Regions from separate parts of the Drosophila melanogaster genome. Here regions 1, 2 and 4 are each linked to region 3. A link is a contact called in public Hi-C data. All regions are on one chromosome and are shown on one strand. The core of a region is the stretch at or near the end of the contact, and the rest is flanking DNA. Distances in the headings are between cores, read along the strand shown. Region 1 holds the start of Chd64 (Chd64,). Region 2 holds the start of CG11357. Region 3 holds the start of lncRNA:CR43423 (long non-coding RNA:CR43423). Region 4 holds the start of CG46460.

What was found. A called contact is a pair of places that touch in the nucleus more often than the background predicts.
Region 1: a Hi-C map of the Kc167 cell line shows a contact between it and region 3, with 2.9 times the contacts expected there. A contact is called at or near these places in 4 of 107 Hi-C or Micro-C datasets (the Kc167 cell line and the S2 cell line).
Region 2: a Hi-C map of the Kc167 cell line shows a contact between it and region 3, with 2.3 times the contacts expected there. A contact is called at or near these places in 3 of 107 Hi-C or Micro-C datasets (the Kc167 cell line and the S2 cell line).
Region 4: a Hi-C map of the Kc167 cell line shows a contact between it and region 3, with 2.4 times the contacts expected there. A contact is called at or near these places in 3 of 107 Hi-C or Micro-C datasets (the Kc167 cell line, the ML-DmBG3-c2 cell line and the S2 cell line).

What each region holds. Positions count from the first base shown.
Region 1 is chr3L:4,120,480-4,124,269 of dm6, reverse strand. Chd64 (Chd64,) reads left to right here and starts at 1,882. Exons shown (of 3, transcript NM_139603.3): 1 at 1,882-2,114. The coding sequence starts at 2,061. It overlaps ens (ensconsin), which reads left to right. Exons shown (of 13, transcript NM_001300004.1): 13 at 1-1,363.
Region 2 is chr3L:4,539,982-4,544,227 of dm6, reverse strand. CG11357 reads right to left here and starts at 2,177. Exons shown (of 4, transcript NM_001259697.2): 1 at 2,124-2,177; 2 at 1,321-1,585. CG32243 reads left to right here and starts at 2,984. Exons shown (of 6, transcript NM_168094.3): 1 at 2,984-3,163; 2 at 3,217-3,305; 3 at 3,381-3,515; 4 at 3,575-3,933; 5 at 3,998-4,143; 6 at 4,197-4,246. The coding sequence starts at 3,060.
Region 3 is chr3L:637,248-641,040 of dm6, reverse strand. It overlaps lncRNA:CR43423 (long non-coding RNA:CR43423), which reads left to right and starts at 2,473. Exons shown (of 2, transcript NR_048210.1): 1 at 2,473-2,910; 2 at 3,228-3,555. lncRNA:CR43334 (long non-coding RNA:CR43334) reads right to left here. Exons shown (of 1, transcript NR_048209.1): 1 at 1-3,793.
Region 4 is chr3L:4,224,983-4,228,738 of dm6, reverse strand. It overlaps CG46460, which reads left to right and starts at 1,437. Exons shown (of 3, transcript NM_001382165.1): 1 at 1,437-2,165; 2 at 3,033-3,756. The coding sequence starts at 1,963. The coding sequence ends at 2,058. It overlaps ImpL2 (Ecdysone-inducible gene L2), which reads left to right. Exons shown (of 3, transcript NM_079197.5): 2 at 3,033-3,756.

The DNA.
Region 1 (3,790 bases), core at 633-3,132, 3.5 Mb before region 3:
TTGAAAATTATATAAAATTAGTAGACAACAAACCCCTAGTATAAACAACAACGCGAGATTCTACGGGGCACCCAGATCGAATTGTGTGTGGACGGGTCCCGAGCAAGCAATAAAAGAATACGAAGACGCGGTATCCACATACCATTAACCCATCCACATTTACAGCGCCTCACTGCTAGGAGGGCATATTCGAACCCCCTCTTTATTTTTTGCCCAACTTTGCACAGTTGTTCTGTAAGTTAAGTTTAATACGTTGAGCCAACGAATCGTGAGGTATTATTTATTTAAACAAAACGAAACAAACGAAAAAAAAAAAACATAGGAAAGAGGAGGAAATAAGGAAATTCAATTGAAATTATTTGCTGATACTGTTCGCAGCTAGTCGAGCAGATACATAGGTAGCCTGTAAACAATAAAACAATTACACGCGGATATATACACCCACTGTAATCACAGATGTCAGTGCTTGATATACACATGCCTAGGTCTAGTGGAACTGGTAGTTCTACCATGTTGTACTATTTGTAGTAGGAGTCCCAAATCTGATTATGCTTATGTCACCCTTTATTATAGGAATGTTCTCTGTATATTATTGCGTCTCTTTTGCGTCTACGTATATATTTTTTGGTAAATGATTTTTTATATATACATATACACATTTATATTTGTAATTTGTATTTATCCATGTGCAAAAATAAATTATGATGATTATTTTTTAAAGAGTCGTCCCCCTCGAAGCATGCATAACAGATTGTAAAAAATGAATCGATTTATATATAATACGAAAATCACACACTACCCACTTGTATCTGAGCGAAAGGGCCTTAACAATTAGTAGGATGCATGATCGATGTATGCAGATCGGTTATAAAAACAGATATAGCAGGCATATTATTCGCATGCGAAAACCGTTAATAGAATAATATATTATAATGGCAATATGTGTATGCAACTAATAAGCCCTAACTTCTAGTTAATTACTGCTTTCCTATGTTATAAACCAAATGGCGATATAATCAAAACAAAAGACAAGCCCACATAAGTTAAATGTGTATGCTACCAACATAACAAACCTTTGAAGATCAAGCTGAATTATGTATTTCTAATATTAAATATATCACAACCCACACATAAAAAAAAAAAAACAAACACGACAAATAGAACAACAAATTATACAAGCAATTCCCCTATTTATTTAGAACCACACTGAAACACTAAAGAAATTCGCTTCTTATCGTAAATCCACAATTGCATAATTTATACGATTAAACAAAATATATATTTATGTGAATAAACTGTAACTAATTCTCAAGGCAATCATCCAAATGCGATTCGCTACTTCTTGGTTTCCAGAAAGTCCCCCAAAAATGTCATGGTCATCTGAATGGAATGCTGCTGCAAGAACCTCTCGATAAGGGGGAACATAGGAAGTTTTCAATGGAACTTTACTCTGGCGAATCTTATCGGATAGTTTGTACACAACCGCAAAAAGTAGCACTAATAGTGGTTGACTTCTATTAAAAGTAAAGCAACAGGTGGATCATGGAAATCATACTGATTCAGATTCATTATCTTTTCAAAACCTATTGAAAACAAAAGTTACTGGTTTAGAAGGCAAATGAACCAGAAATTTTAAATTTATACTTATATAGTGTAAAATTGTTTCCAGTGCTCGATAGTTCCATGTTTTATTATTTGAAAAACAACTGCCGTTAACAAAGCGGTATGACATCATCAATGCCATCATAACAAATCAGCTGCCGCTGATAAGCGCAGCTTGGAGCTTTTATGTTGTACCCAACCTACTAGGTACAAGACTGAGTGTGCTTTACAACACTAAACTGTTGGCGAGCTTTCCTCTGTTTCGCAGCTCGGACCGCCTTTCATAACGTAGTAAGTTTTCGTTGCGAACGGACGTAGCCCAACCAACTTGGCCTTAACCCTTGCGCTCCCTCCGATTTATTCCGCGGCAAACACATTCCAGTGGACAGTGGTGCAGTTCAGCCCAAGACCAACCTACATTTTAGCTCCCTGCAAACCCGTTTCTTCATCAAATAACTATGGCGTCCAACCGTGCAGCGAAGTCTGGTTTTGCCGCCGAGGCCCAGCGCAAAGTAAGTACCAAATAGCAACAACAACCGCACCCCCCACCCAAAAACCGAAGAGCGCCAAACAAAACAACACAATAAACAAATTGCCCAAAAAAAAATCAACTTTTGCACGGGTGTGTGCGTGAGTTTAGAGCTGCATTGACTTTATTTGGCGCTGCGTTGTCAAGATTTTATCTTCGCGCGCCAAATGCCAAAAATTAGCCAAAAATGGTCTTGAAATTGCCAGCGTCTAACAAGGAATGACCTCATTTCGCTGATAAGTCGAACAAGTATTTATGTACATACATATGTATATAGGAATATATACATGCATGTACACACATGTGTAATGCATGCGTAATTCGAAAGCTTGAAGATGATTTAGGTGATTTTGAGGCATTGTCAGTGCGGGTGATTCAAATCGAAGATCGAGAAAACAGTTGGTTATCCATAAATCAAACAATTAGTAGTAGTTAGTAAAGCTCTGGAAATTTCGATATGAATAATATCCCAAGTTCGAACAGTATACATTATAAAGATGAGCTAATATAATCCTAATTAATTGTGCTGCAATAAAAGCAAGTCTGAATACATAGGTGCTACTTGTGGAGTATCCACTGTAGAAGGAAGACCCTTTGGATGATCTCAACCCAACTATTGCAGCATGGTAGCTTCCGCAATGTAAATTGACATTAGTTCCGTCCATTAGCAGCACTTTGCCTCAAATGCACTCATACAAATGCATCGGGCTTTTGTGGGTGGGATGGGGTTGGGGATGGGTTACCCGTACCCTTCGGCCATTTGGCCCTCGTCAAGTCGGGGTTACGCAATTCCAACCGCCCCTGGGCAGCCCCAAGTGAAATTGTATATGTCGCCGGCACAGGGGATTAAGTGCAGTCCGACGAAATCCACAACAAGACAACTACAGTTACAGCATTGCCCAAACAAAAAACGAAACAAATAATCGAGATTTTTCATATCCGAAGTTTTGTATACCCTTGAGGAGCACTTTACCAAGTTGTTGACAAACTGAAATATTTTGTTTTGCTTTAGCTTTGCTTATCTAAAAGTATTTCCACCCGGATTTCATTCTCTTGAGTCAGCCATTTGGCAAAAGGCCTTGTTTATCGGTATTATCTGTACTAGCGCATTTTTAAAACACAGTATGTTTTAAAACACAGTATGAAGTATGTTTTAACGTGGTTTATGGTGATATATCAGGCACTATGGTTATGAAAAATATTATGAGAACTCTGTAGTGTTTATTTATGCCATATCATGTTAAGCTAAAACATTTTGGTACTTGGAATAGGAAGAACCTTGGCATAGGGTATAGAAAAATAAGAGAAATAGAGGCGAGTGCCTGGAGGCGCAGCTGCTGGCGCGACTCCAAGCCGCGATCGAATGGCTCCCCAGGAGCCGAAGGCGATGATGTCATTCCTTCAGCTGTCCCTCCACTGGTGCTCCTCGATCCCTTCGCGATCCATTCAACTCGAAGGCGTTGTTAGTTTGAGCACTTTTGCCGCTCGCTGGGAGTCACTCATATCTTCTGAGGGGGATTCGGGTTCGGGTTTTGAGTTTTTGGGGGTGACAGGAGGTAGAGGCGATAGCAGCACCTTTTCCACCACATGAGCACTTAAAACTGAGTATGTGGCGTAAGCAAACAGCAAAACAAAAGTGAGGCAAAAAGGTATGAAAGC
Region 2 (4,246 bases), core at 928-3,427, 3.9 Mb before region 3:
CGTGTCGAAAATTTCGGCGCGGCAAGGGGGAGTAAAAGAGAAAGCAAAAAGCTGAAAACGTTGACGTGACGTTACGTCGGCGGAGAATCTCGGGGTCACTGTACGGACCAATAAAAGTAACACCGCCGACGTCTAACGCCTCGCACCGCCGGTTATCAGTGGGCCAGAAGGCGCAAACGGGTGAAAAGCGGTGACAGCAGCTGATAGGCAAACAAACAGTCAAGCAAAGCGTATACAACGTTATTTTGCGCCACTGAAAAAAGCGTTAAAGCCCATTCGACAGAGACGGCCGATCGAGGGGAGATGAATGTGGGAAAAAGAGAGAGCGAGAGCTTCTCGCGGAAGCTGGCGCAATTAAAAATCAGAGCTTCGCCAACGAGCATGTGATTGAAAATTTGAAGCGCCAATGCAAACAATGAACTTTAAACTGAACGGAATGATTGTAATTCCTTATAAGCCATAGTGCTCAATAAATTAAACATTAATTTAAAGTACACGTGTTAAATGTCTATTAGCGAAAATCACACAAAAATCGATTTAGATCCAAAATATCGCCCTTAGAGATATGGTGCTATCTTAGTGGGACTCGAACACGGTCTTCTTAGCGACTTCTTCTTCAGATAACAAATCTATTGAATATGTAATAAGTTGAATACATATGACTTGATTGATATCAGGAAAAATTGATATAGAAATGGGTTATTTTTTATTGATAAGCGGTGTATCGGAACTAGTGAGATTTCCACTGTACCTAAGTGATGAGGTAAACACTCTCGCAGTCTTGGGCAAACATTCAGACGGGAGCGAGGCGCACAGAAAGATAGGAAGAGGGAGACGGAGCGAGGCGGCACAGTGGGACAGGCCAAGGACAACGAGTTGAAAAAGGCGAAAAGGAGCAGACGAGCCAAAACGGAGGACAACAAACAGGCATGCGTGCCACTGTGCCTGAACTTGTTCAAGGTCAGTCCTCAGCGACAGCGACGTGCTAACAAAAAGCGAAGAAAATTCATGTTGGAAAAAAGCACAAAAGAAGAGCACACAACAACAACGCCTCTTAAAGGCGAAGAAAAGAGCGAAAGAAGAGATAGATGCGTATATAAAAAACAAAAAAAAAAAACGCTACCCACACATGAAAGAGAGTGAGCGAGAGAGCAAGTGTCCCTCCCCGCAGCAACAATGACAACAATAGGATACTGTTCAATGGATGCTGATAAGCAAAAGTAAAAGACAAAACCCCTCGAAATCTGGAGAGATAGTATCCAAGCACTCGCATAATTAATTTCATACATTTTATGCTTTTTTTTATGTATTAATAGTCACCTGCTGGTTGTTCGCCTGGCTGCTTCCTCATTAGCCAGTCAGTCGAATCCTTGCGGGAGAGCGAGGGAAATGGCAACAAATGTGCGTTTTTAATTAATTTCCATGTGAAGCACTCACGCACACTTACACACACCCATCGCTTTGGGTAACAGTTCAAAAACAGAGTTAGAGCGAAAGAGACACCAATTGGGAGTGCTAATTCAACACACACGCGCACGCAGCACTTAATTTGTATAGATTTTTGGCATCAATTTGTTGTTGGCAGCTGGAATAAATTTACTTAACTTAACACAATTTTCAAGCTTGCACACAACCACACCAACACGAACACCTATACAGACGCGGCGAAAAGAAATGCAAAAGGAGATGAAGAGGAAGAAGAAGAAGCAGGCTGAAGGATGCTGGGCCTGGATTTCTCTTTCCTTTTTTCGCTGCCCAAAAAGGCGTTGACAGCGCTTTTATTCACTTTTAATTCATTTAACGATGGTGTTGTCCGACTTTAATTGTTTATGCGCTTGGGTTTTTTAAGAAAAACTGAATAAAAAACGGAATAACCGCCGTCACTCGTCGAAAAATTCTCGGCGCGGCTATTGTTCACTTATTATCATGTCATATTTTCCAACTGATTTGAAAGACAGTATTTTAGAGAATAAGTATACCGAGCGAGTTATCAGCGACGTGTGCAATTTTTATGCACTTTTTTAATATTTTAAGTGGAAAATAAAACACAGAGCGTTTCAGAGGGCGCTAAATTGTTTTTTGCCCGTTCGGAACTGAGTAACTGAGAAGCGTAGCGTTATTACCAGTCTTTTTCTTCTTTTTTGTTGCTGCCCCGTTCGAATTTCTCTCGCACTGTTAGCCGCTCTCAGTTGCTGTTAAAGCGGCGAAATTCACTGTTATATTTAACAGAGGCGTTGTTGTTAGTTGTAAAGAAGGGCTGTTAAGGGGAGTTGGCTTCATAAAACTTTTTGAATATTCAGAGTTAAAGAAATCTAGTTTTTAACAATATTTGTATCAAAACACATTTAAAAATATTAACATGTTCAGTATTAATATATATTATTTAAGTATAAATTTCAAAAACCCCAGGCATAAGATTTTATATACACCACTGGAATGTTAACTGAAAGCGGGAGATAGGGATGGAACTCAAGCATCGACACGCGTTTAAAATTTGGGGTGACCATTTCTATCGCTTTCTCATCTAGCTTGCCTAGATTTTCAAGATCCATCTGCCAAAATTGCTATCGATTAAAGTGCATCGGCTCAGTCGCCATTCGTAAGTTGTAAATTACGAAGAAACGCAATGATAATTGATTCAACCGATAGGAAACCTATTTTAACTTAACATTAAGATTTTAACTTTTTAAATTGCACTAATATCGTTATCAGCCAACTAAATTTTGTAATTACTTAATTACTTAATAACAAAAATTAGAATAATATTTAATTCGTTGAGTAATAATGCCTTTTATGAAACCTAATTATTTACAAACAGTCGAATGTAAACAATATTGGGGTGATCATAAACATTAAGAGATATACATTTTGATAAGTGTTTTATTTAATGTTTATTTAAATTACAAATATCCCTAATATGACTGGTAAATACATCATATTACTTAGATAGTGACAGTTCGTCAGCACTGACTATCGATAGCCGCCTTTTGTTGCAACTTCCATCTTCTACGTGCAACAGAAGAAGTTCTAGAAATAAGCAGGAATAAAAGTTTGCAAAAATGAGTGCTCCAAAAGGGGACGGAAACTTAGTTCCCACAGTCAGAGAAGTGCAGCAAAAGTTTGCCGACATCCTGGGCCATGGCAACGATATAACCTGGGATCTGTAAGTAGGATTCATCCGAAAAAATTGCAAATTATAAAGCTCAAGGTTTGCAGAATATCGTCGGGTCAAGAAAACATATTGAAGGCAAAGCTGTCTCTGCTGAATTTCGATTCTAACATGTTTCATGCGATCTGGAGTTATAGTGAGTTATAGTTATAGTAAAATTAATAATATATTCCAAATAAGCGTCATTATGTTATCTACTTTCTCATATCAGGAAAATACTCCAAAGGGCAGTCACTCACGTCTTTATTTTTTGTGATGGTTGTCAATAATGTATATGATCCCAAGCTGGCCGAAGAAAGTAGATCCTGGCGCCTGTATCCGGTGTTTCGATGCCGACGATGCGTGGGTAAGCTCGATAGTTATAAGTAAATCGAGAAATGTATTATATTTTTTTATTTGTACAAGATGAAACTGGACATTCCAGCAACATTGACTGTTGCATGTCATATGTGTCACAGTACTCAATGTCTGATTCCTGGAACCGATTTGTGACCCATACGGGGTTTGCCGCAGGTCTAATGGTCACCCCGTATCTTGGAGTTTACAAGCAAACCGATGGTCGCGTTGAGCTAAAAACGTATACTACCACTCAGATATGGCACCCAAATAAGAAAGATATACCAATAACACCCGAATCGTTGAAAAAAGCATCCAGTGTGACTAATAAACTTAGAAAAATCATCATACATTCAGTTCCATTTCTGGTTTATCCTGAAGAGGTTTTCGACTTCTGCGCCAGTGAAAAGATGCTTTCGTCGATTTTGGTATAAACTTCATATTTCATTAACATACATTCGAATTTGTTTAAATTGTTTGTCTTTCATGTAGAATCCTCATAGTTCTACACAATCTGGTGATGTGGCTGGTCTATCCGATTCCTTAGTATTATTTACGAATAATCTGTACAATTCACGCCTTGAATCGCTGATGAATAATAATAATAATGATCCCAGCATTTTTGTTAATCAGCAACGGTAGGTATCAAAGGATTCATATTGCTCGCAAATCTAAATAAAAATATTTCTAGATCGGCGTGGGATAAGATTGCTAGGGAATCATTTAAAATTGAGGGAAATG
Region 3 (3,793 bases), core at 1,224-3,723:
AAATCGGTTCTCCCATCGATATCATATCGATATTCCCGTTGAAGGGCCTTTTTTCTGCTGAATTTGGTTTTCGGACGAAACAACGGAATGCAGACGAGGAACTGCAAAACAAACGGGATAAGTCTGAGCGAAGAGAACGACCGATGACACTGTGAAAAAATATTACGTTTAATATCGCTTGAATTACGAAGTTTTGAGGCTAAGGAAAAACGACTCTCAACATTCTAAACTTAGATATTCAATGTGGTACATTTTCTTACGATGCACAAACAAATTTTTAATTGACTGTCGTTTAACCACAGTATTGCTGCAAAGAATATACGAGTTCAGTAAGATTTTAATTTTCATGTTCACCTTACTCTTATTTCTCTCAGTGTTTTTCGCTCCCTTTTCCCTTTGCCTGTTCTGCCATCCCGCTCGCACCCTGACGCCGCGTGCCCGGTCTTCTTTTCTCAGTAAAACGGTTCTTCTGCTTGTCGCGCCTTTTCTTGCCGCCACTACTATTGCCGTCTCGCCTGTCTGGCAGCCGCATTCTATGCTGGTGGTTGACTTGTTTGTGTCTCCGTCTGCCCGCCTCTTCGTCTTTTTGTGCTGAGTGATGCAACTTTTATGACTGTTCCCGTTCCCGATTCTGTTCCCATTCACGTTCTGGCGGCTAACTCCTGTTCTCAGTGAAGGTTAGGATCGTCGAGTCGGGAAGAATGAAACGGGTCTCAAAAACCCACGCTCAGTCGCATGACTCACGCTTGAAAAATTTCAATTTGAATTTCTAAATAACCGCACATACACACAGCATCCAATTTCAGCCAATAAACGGCGTTGTGTGTGCATGCTGTGTGTGAATTCCGACTTACGAGTGTTCCCATCGAAGGTTAGGCATTATTTTTTTCGTTCGGATGTCAATGGAACCCGATTGGCCGACGACGACAGTCTAAAAACCGAAAAACCAGTTTGAAGACATATTTTCTATTCGCTGCTTATTCTGCTGCTGCTGCTTCTTCCTCTTCTGCATTCCACACACATACACTGGCACACTGAGTTCGAGTTCGAGTTTAGTTTTCCACTTTCCCCCTCCTTCCAGCGTTATTTAAACTTTCTGGAATGCGGTTGTGTCTGCTCTCCTTGGAACCTCTTCGCTGGAACCGCTTTCCCGTGTTTATTTGTTTCATGTTGCTCAAGTTAAGTTAAGTTTTAAGTTTTTATATGTACGCCAATGTTCACACTTTTATATTTATGTGTTTCTCGTTTCGGTTTGTTGCGCGAAAAGCAAGAGCAGGCGAGAGCGGCACAACCATGCGGCTGCAGCTATGAAATTTTACTGAATGAATATTTCTTTTCTTTTGCGCCGATCTTTCATCTTGGCGTTGGAATTCGAAGTCGACAGAGGCAGCGACAGCGGCAGCGGCAGTGGCGTCGGCTGCACAGCGGCCGAGGCAGCGACTTCGTAAAAAGTTGTACCTTTCGAAAGTCGCTTAAGTGTGTGGCTGCGTGCGTGTGTGTGTGTGTGTCGGCTGGATCGCGTTCGTATGTGTGTCGGTGTGCTAGAAAGTTTCGATGCCGAACTATGTTTGAAGTCGCATGCATAAGAAACTTACAAAACGGCATTCCACAAACAAACCGACACTGCCCCTTCCAGTCGATCCCCTTCCAGACGCCTTCTTTTTCGAAGACTGCGAGAAGAGTATCCCTATCTGCATTTGTATCTGTGCTACTTTTGCATTTTGTCACATCAGTATACTGATATATCGGTGTGAAGCGCACTCTCCTCCTCGACAACGAAAATTTTTCAGCTCTTCTCGCGTTTTCCTATGTGTTGTAATCTACGGAACAATAAAAAATGTTGCGGGGCTTTCGTAAGTGTCTTTTTGGAATTTTCGTTTTTTTTTATTTTTTATTTTGTTTTTCTTTGTGTGTTTGTAGCTGGTGGCGTTCTGTTTTTTGTTTTTCGTAAACAACGCACACACACACACACACACACACTCTGTAAAATTCGTCATTGAACGGTAAAAAACAAAAATTCCAACGTGTTTGACTTTGTCTCTAGACAATCTCGCTCGTGTGTGTGTGGATTTTTTCAATTACAAGTTTGTAAATGGAATTTCTGAACTTTATGTGAACGAGGTCATTTACAACACACACACACATTTGTAAAGAAGGGCGCGGGGCTAAGGTTGCTCGGGGAATTTTTGTTACATTCGTCATGAACTTATTTATAGGAAATTCCATAGGCTTTACTGGTTATTTATGGCCGCAGATCGCTGGGGGGATCTACTGGATCCAAAAGCGGAGGAGTGTTGTATCGGTCGGCTGCATGCATATCAAATGCCAAATGGGACAATCCCCAACTGGCTCGAAAATATCACGAAAACGGAAATAAATTAGGCCCGATTGATCGTGGTTTTCAGTAGCTAGAAGTAATTTCTGTTTAGAACTAAATCTAGATATAGATCTTTATGGGAATGGAACTCGAATGGATTTTCTTCTTGAAGAGATCTTTAAATTTACTTGATTTAATCTAATAATATAAAATTCTATTCGGTTAAGCCTGTGCACCTTTCTGATTAGCAATTTCCCTGAAATACACCGGGCGCCAGGTGTATTTACGATGGCCCACAATCAAACCAATCAATCCAGCCAACTGTCCCCGTATCAATGCCATCCATTGACAAGCTTTCGTCGCTTTCGCGGCCCTCCAGTGGAGCAACTCAGGAATCAGTGGATGGACGATCGTCTGAGTGATAAGGTTTTCGGGGCGGCTACTTGACGCAAGAATTTCTGGAATTTCGAAAGTGTACACACACCTGTGTGGACCCCTCGGTAGACGCGGAATAAGGCCCGGAGCAACCAGACCCAAGCAGCCCAGTCACAAAGCACGCGCTCAATCTACGGCTTATCAACAGGCCAACGACGGTAGGCCCAACTATAAATGACATGTGATGCCATAGCCCTGTAGCCACAAACATACGCCAAGGGTACGAAAATACTCAAGTTTGAATCACATGGCACTGGCACTTACCGGGTGGAAAAGAGTCGGCCTCAGGCGGAAATTGAGTTCTGTTCCTCTTCTATCCGCTGAAAGAAAATTGAAAAAAAAAAAAAAACAAAGGGAAAACCAAGCAAGATTTCCCAATCGAAAGCTTCTTGGACTTTCGACCGACTGTTTGTACTATTTACAACACCAACGGAGCAACGTCAAGACCATAAAAATAATTAATACAACTTATCAGCAGGGCCGCGATATACCACCACTTGAGGAGCACACCTATGACGTGGAGGGACTGGCAGAGGCACTGGTACTGGCACTGGCATTACCGTTTTCCTTCCCATTCGCATACCCATTTCCATTTCCAGCCGGCTGCATGGTCAGCGATCGTACGGTAGATGCGATCCGATTCGATGGCAAAAGAATTCCCCCTTTCGGTGTAATTGCTTTTGGCCTGGTCGAAAGTCGGCCCGAACGGAACCGAACCGAACCGAAGCACACCACACCGAACCTAATGATAATACCCGCGATCTAATAGGAAGCACGTGATGCGCATACTGCCCACCGATCATTAAGAAGCAGCAATGCACTTGGAGAAACTAGAGGAATCGAATCATAAATCTTCTTACATACATATGTATATCAGCAGTTGTATCAAGTAACAGAGTGGGGTGGTTATGTTAACCATTGCATTTTGAACTTAAATAAATAATTCAATCCAAAAACAATAGTAAAACCCTATCAATTTGCACTATACCAGCGAACTTCCTTTATGTGCAACCGTACACGGGGCGGCGGAGTCTAATGAAA
Region 4 (3,756 bases), core at 188-2,687, 3.6 Mb before region 3:
TCAGCCACCCCCCTCCCCAATGCCCCTACCCACCCCTCATCATCCTGACCACAAGCGGCTGCCGCCCGGCAACAGCGGAAAGCGAACACGCGATGTGGCTGCCAGTCTGTCTGCCATTTTAACTGCACCTCCGGTCCCCAGCCCGCGGTCCCAGTTTCCAGCTCAGAGCTCCAAGCTCCCGGCCGGCAACGGCAGCTCAGACTAGTTTGGACCCCGTCCACCCCGACCACCGCACCCCTGGCCACCGATGTTCACTTACATTTACGAGCAGCCAATCAGCAATGCACTTGGAAAAAACGGTGGTTCCCGTGGATATCTTTAAAAGAAATTTTTTAAAGAAGTGGAACATTTAAGTAAACTGAGATTAAAGATATGGTTAAATATACATATGATTTCATTTCAATGCTTGAGTTCCGAATCCTTTCTCTCAGTGTACCTTGTGGTATCGTACCTCCCCATCCGCCTACCGCTCCCCCTCCAGCGCTCCTCATTCAGCCAACGAACGCCGCAGACAAACTGGCACTCACACTTGATTGCAATGAGGCGATCGCACGGACAGATTGGACAGATGGACGGACAAGCCAGTGACTTGGACTCGGAATCGGATTCGAACTCAGACACGGTCTCGGCTAATGGAACCTTGCACCATGTCAGTGCCACTGCACCTCCTCCTGCGCCAATCCGATCCCCAAGCTAAGCAACCACTCTGGAGACTGGGCCAAGAAAAAAAAAAAAGAAGTGGTCTGTTCTTGGCCAGACATTTGAATGCTGCTCGCACCGTCAACGGGCTTTAAGTTCTGATTCCCATGGGTGGTTATTAATTGGGAGATTGGTTATGGATTACAAAATTAATTCGTTCGAATGAATTCGAAACCATGGAGTTTTAATTAATGGTTTTGACAACTACAGTGCTAATTCAGTAAGCTAAACGAATAATATACGGTTGATACTTTGCACTTCGTCGAAATGATTCATGAATATTAACAGAGTAGTGTGAAGCACCTTTATATGTAGGGTTAATTAATTTTACTTACATGTGATAGAAAGTCATAGGATCTCGAACACTGTTGTATGTTCTCAACAACTTGCATAAGATGACAATGTTAATTGTCAAGATCGAAATGAAATGGTATATGGGCTGGAAAGTCATTGAGCTATCCTTGTGAGACACCTCAGTTTCCAAACCACCAACTCTGGACTGCGGACGCAATTAGGCGGTGGAAAGACAGATCCCGAGGCGGATAATCGAACCCCCCGTCCGGTTATATCTGTTTTGTTCCGCACCTTCCCGGTGCGGCGGTCGCATAAAGAATTACGATCCGAGAACGAGCAGAGAGAGAGCGGCGAGTGAGTGAGAGTGTGTGTGTGTGTGTCTGTTGTCTGTGTGTGTGTGTGAGTGAGCCGGCGTCGCATATAAATGGAACAGCGCTGCGGCCACCAATTCAGTTCTGTTACAGTTTCCAGCTGTTGAACACGACTTTTGAGAGCCGCCGAAGCCAACTGATCCGAAGTTAACTAAGCCGATCCGCGATCCTCGCTTTTCAATTCGCCGTGAACCGCATTCGCAGCAGCAATCCCCCCCAAAAACCAAAAACCAACACACCTTGACTCGAGTGTAATGTCGATGAACCGTGCGTATTCAAACGAGTGCCGCGCCAACCAGACAACCATCAAGAAGTACCAGACCAAGTCCACGTCCACATCGAAGGAGCACTGATACCGCCACGAGGATCGAATGTGCCAAAGTAGTCAGCTAGATATTCGCTACGCCGCCTGAGATTAACACGCTTCCGCTACCCAATTACTCGATCCTTATCCCGATCCTGAAGCGCCACTCCCGAGCACAGCACCCAGACGTTTCAATACGATCCATCCTCGTCGCCCAAGACAGACCGGCAAGCAGCCAAGATTCCACCAACACTGAGCTGCACGACCTCCAAGACGGCATCCAGCGCCGGACCTATGTCAGTGCTAAGCCAGCTGCTGCTCAACTTCAACCAGAAAGCCCAGACCAGGAGCCATCACAACATAGAGCTGATAAATTCGTTCATAACATAACGATAAGCCGACCTGCTTCTGCTTTACCTGATCTATCATCGTCCAACGTTGGGGAGAAATTTGCAAACATTTTTTACCGGAAGAGAAAAAAGAAATCAAATCAAAGGGTGAGTAATGTGCGTTAACAATAGATAGGTGATTGCCGCCGAACGCAGTTTCGTGTTCCGTTTTTCGTTTGTTTTTTTTTTTTCAAAATTCGAATTCGTAGAAATGCCCAAAGATACAAAAATCACCGTCGAAGGGCAAAGACCGTCTGATGCAACATTCGCCAGCGATTGGCGAATGACTTTTTGTGGGGCTACTACTAATTCATACATACAAGCGTATGTACATACATAATACCCTCGAAACTATTTGAATAATTAATCGGTCACGCAGTTTGTCCAGTCTAGACTATGGGGACACATTGGCCCTTGATCTGCGGCTGAAGCGTGGGTGAGTGTGTGAATCCGAATCGGGCTGTAGAATTCGAATTTAAATTGACGTCACACTCCGCGAGTCATTCCGTTTTCCGTTTTCGATTTCTGCCTCTGATTCGGCCCACGCAAGAATCTTATATCATTTTCTTTTGTCAATTCTTGTTGTCTGGTGACGTGTCATTGTGAAATACATTCATCTACGTTTGGACCGAGCACATCTCTTAGGGGCCGGAAAAGGATTCCGAATCTAAATTCCGGACTCCGAGAGCCATTAGCACATTTCGCAAGTGTTAGTAATGTTCTAGAGCCCGCCGACTGAAGGCCTTGCGTTCTTATCGGGGAAATAGACTCGGAGACCTCCCCTGATTAATGGAGGCGGTGATGAGTGGGGGAAGTGGGGTGGTGGGGTGGTGGGGGGATGCATGACTGGCTGAAAAGTCGGGCTAATCGCATCACGTTGCTCTGGGGTTTAATAACCTATATTAGAGTCGTACGAGTGCCGCTGTTGAACTTTGAACTCACTTCCGATTTCCACTCTCTCTATCGATCTTGCAGAAAATGAATTTACATGTGTGCGCCTTAGCGCTGCTGCTGTTCGGCAGCATCGCCACTGTCCGCGGAAGAGCCGTGGACCTGGTAGACGATAGCAACGACGTGGATAACTCCATCGAGGCGGAGGAGGAGAAGCCACGCAACCGAGCCTTCGAAGCCGACTGGCTCAAGTTCACCAAGACGCCGCCGACGAAGCTGCAGCAGGCCGATGGAGCCACCATCGAGATCGTTTGCGAGATGATGGGCTCCCAAGTGCCCAGCATCCAGTGGGTGGTGGGTCACCTGCCCCGCTCGGAGCTCGATGATCTGGACTCCAACCAGGTTGCCGAAGAGGCGCCCAGTGCCATTGTGCGCGTCCGATCGTCGCATATCATCGACCACGTGCTGAGCGAGGCCCGCACCTACACGTGTGTGGGACGCACTGGCTCCAAGACCATCTATGCCAGCACTGTGGTGCATCCTCCTCGCTCCTCTCGTCTGACGCCGGAGAAGACCTACCCGGGTGCCCAGAAACCGCGAATCATCTACACCGAGAAGACGCATCTGGACCTCATGGGCTCCAACATTCAGCTGCCCTGCCGCGTGCACGCCCGTCCCCGCGCCGAGATCACCTGGTTGAATAACGAGAACAAGGAGATCGTCCAAGGACATCGCCACAGGGTGCTGGCCAACGGCGATCTTCTGATCTCCGAGATCAAGTGGGAGGATATGGGCAACTACAAGTGCA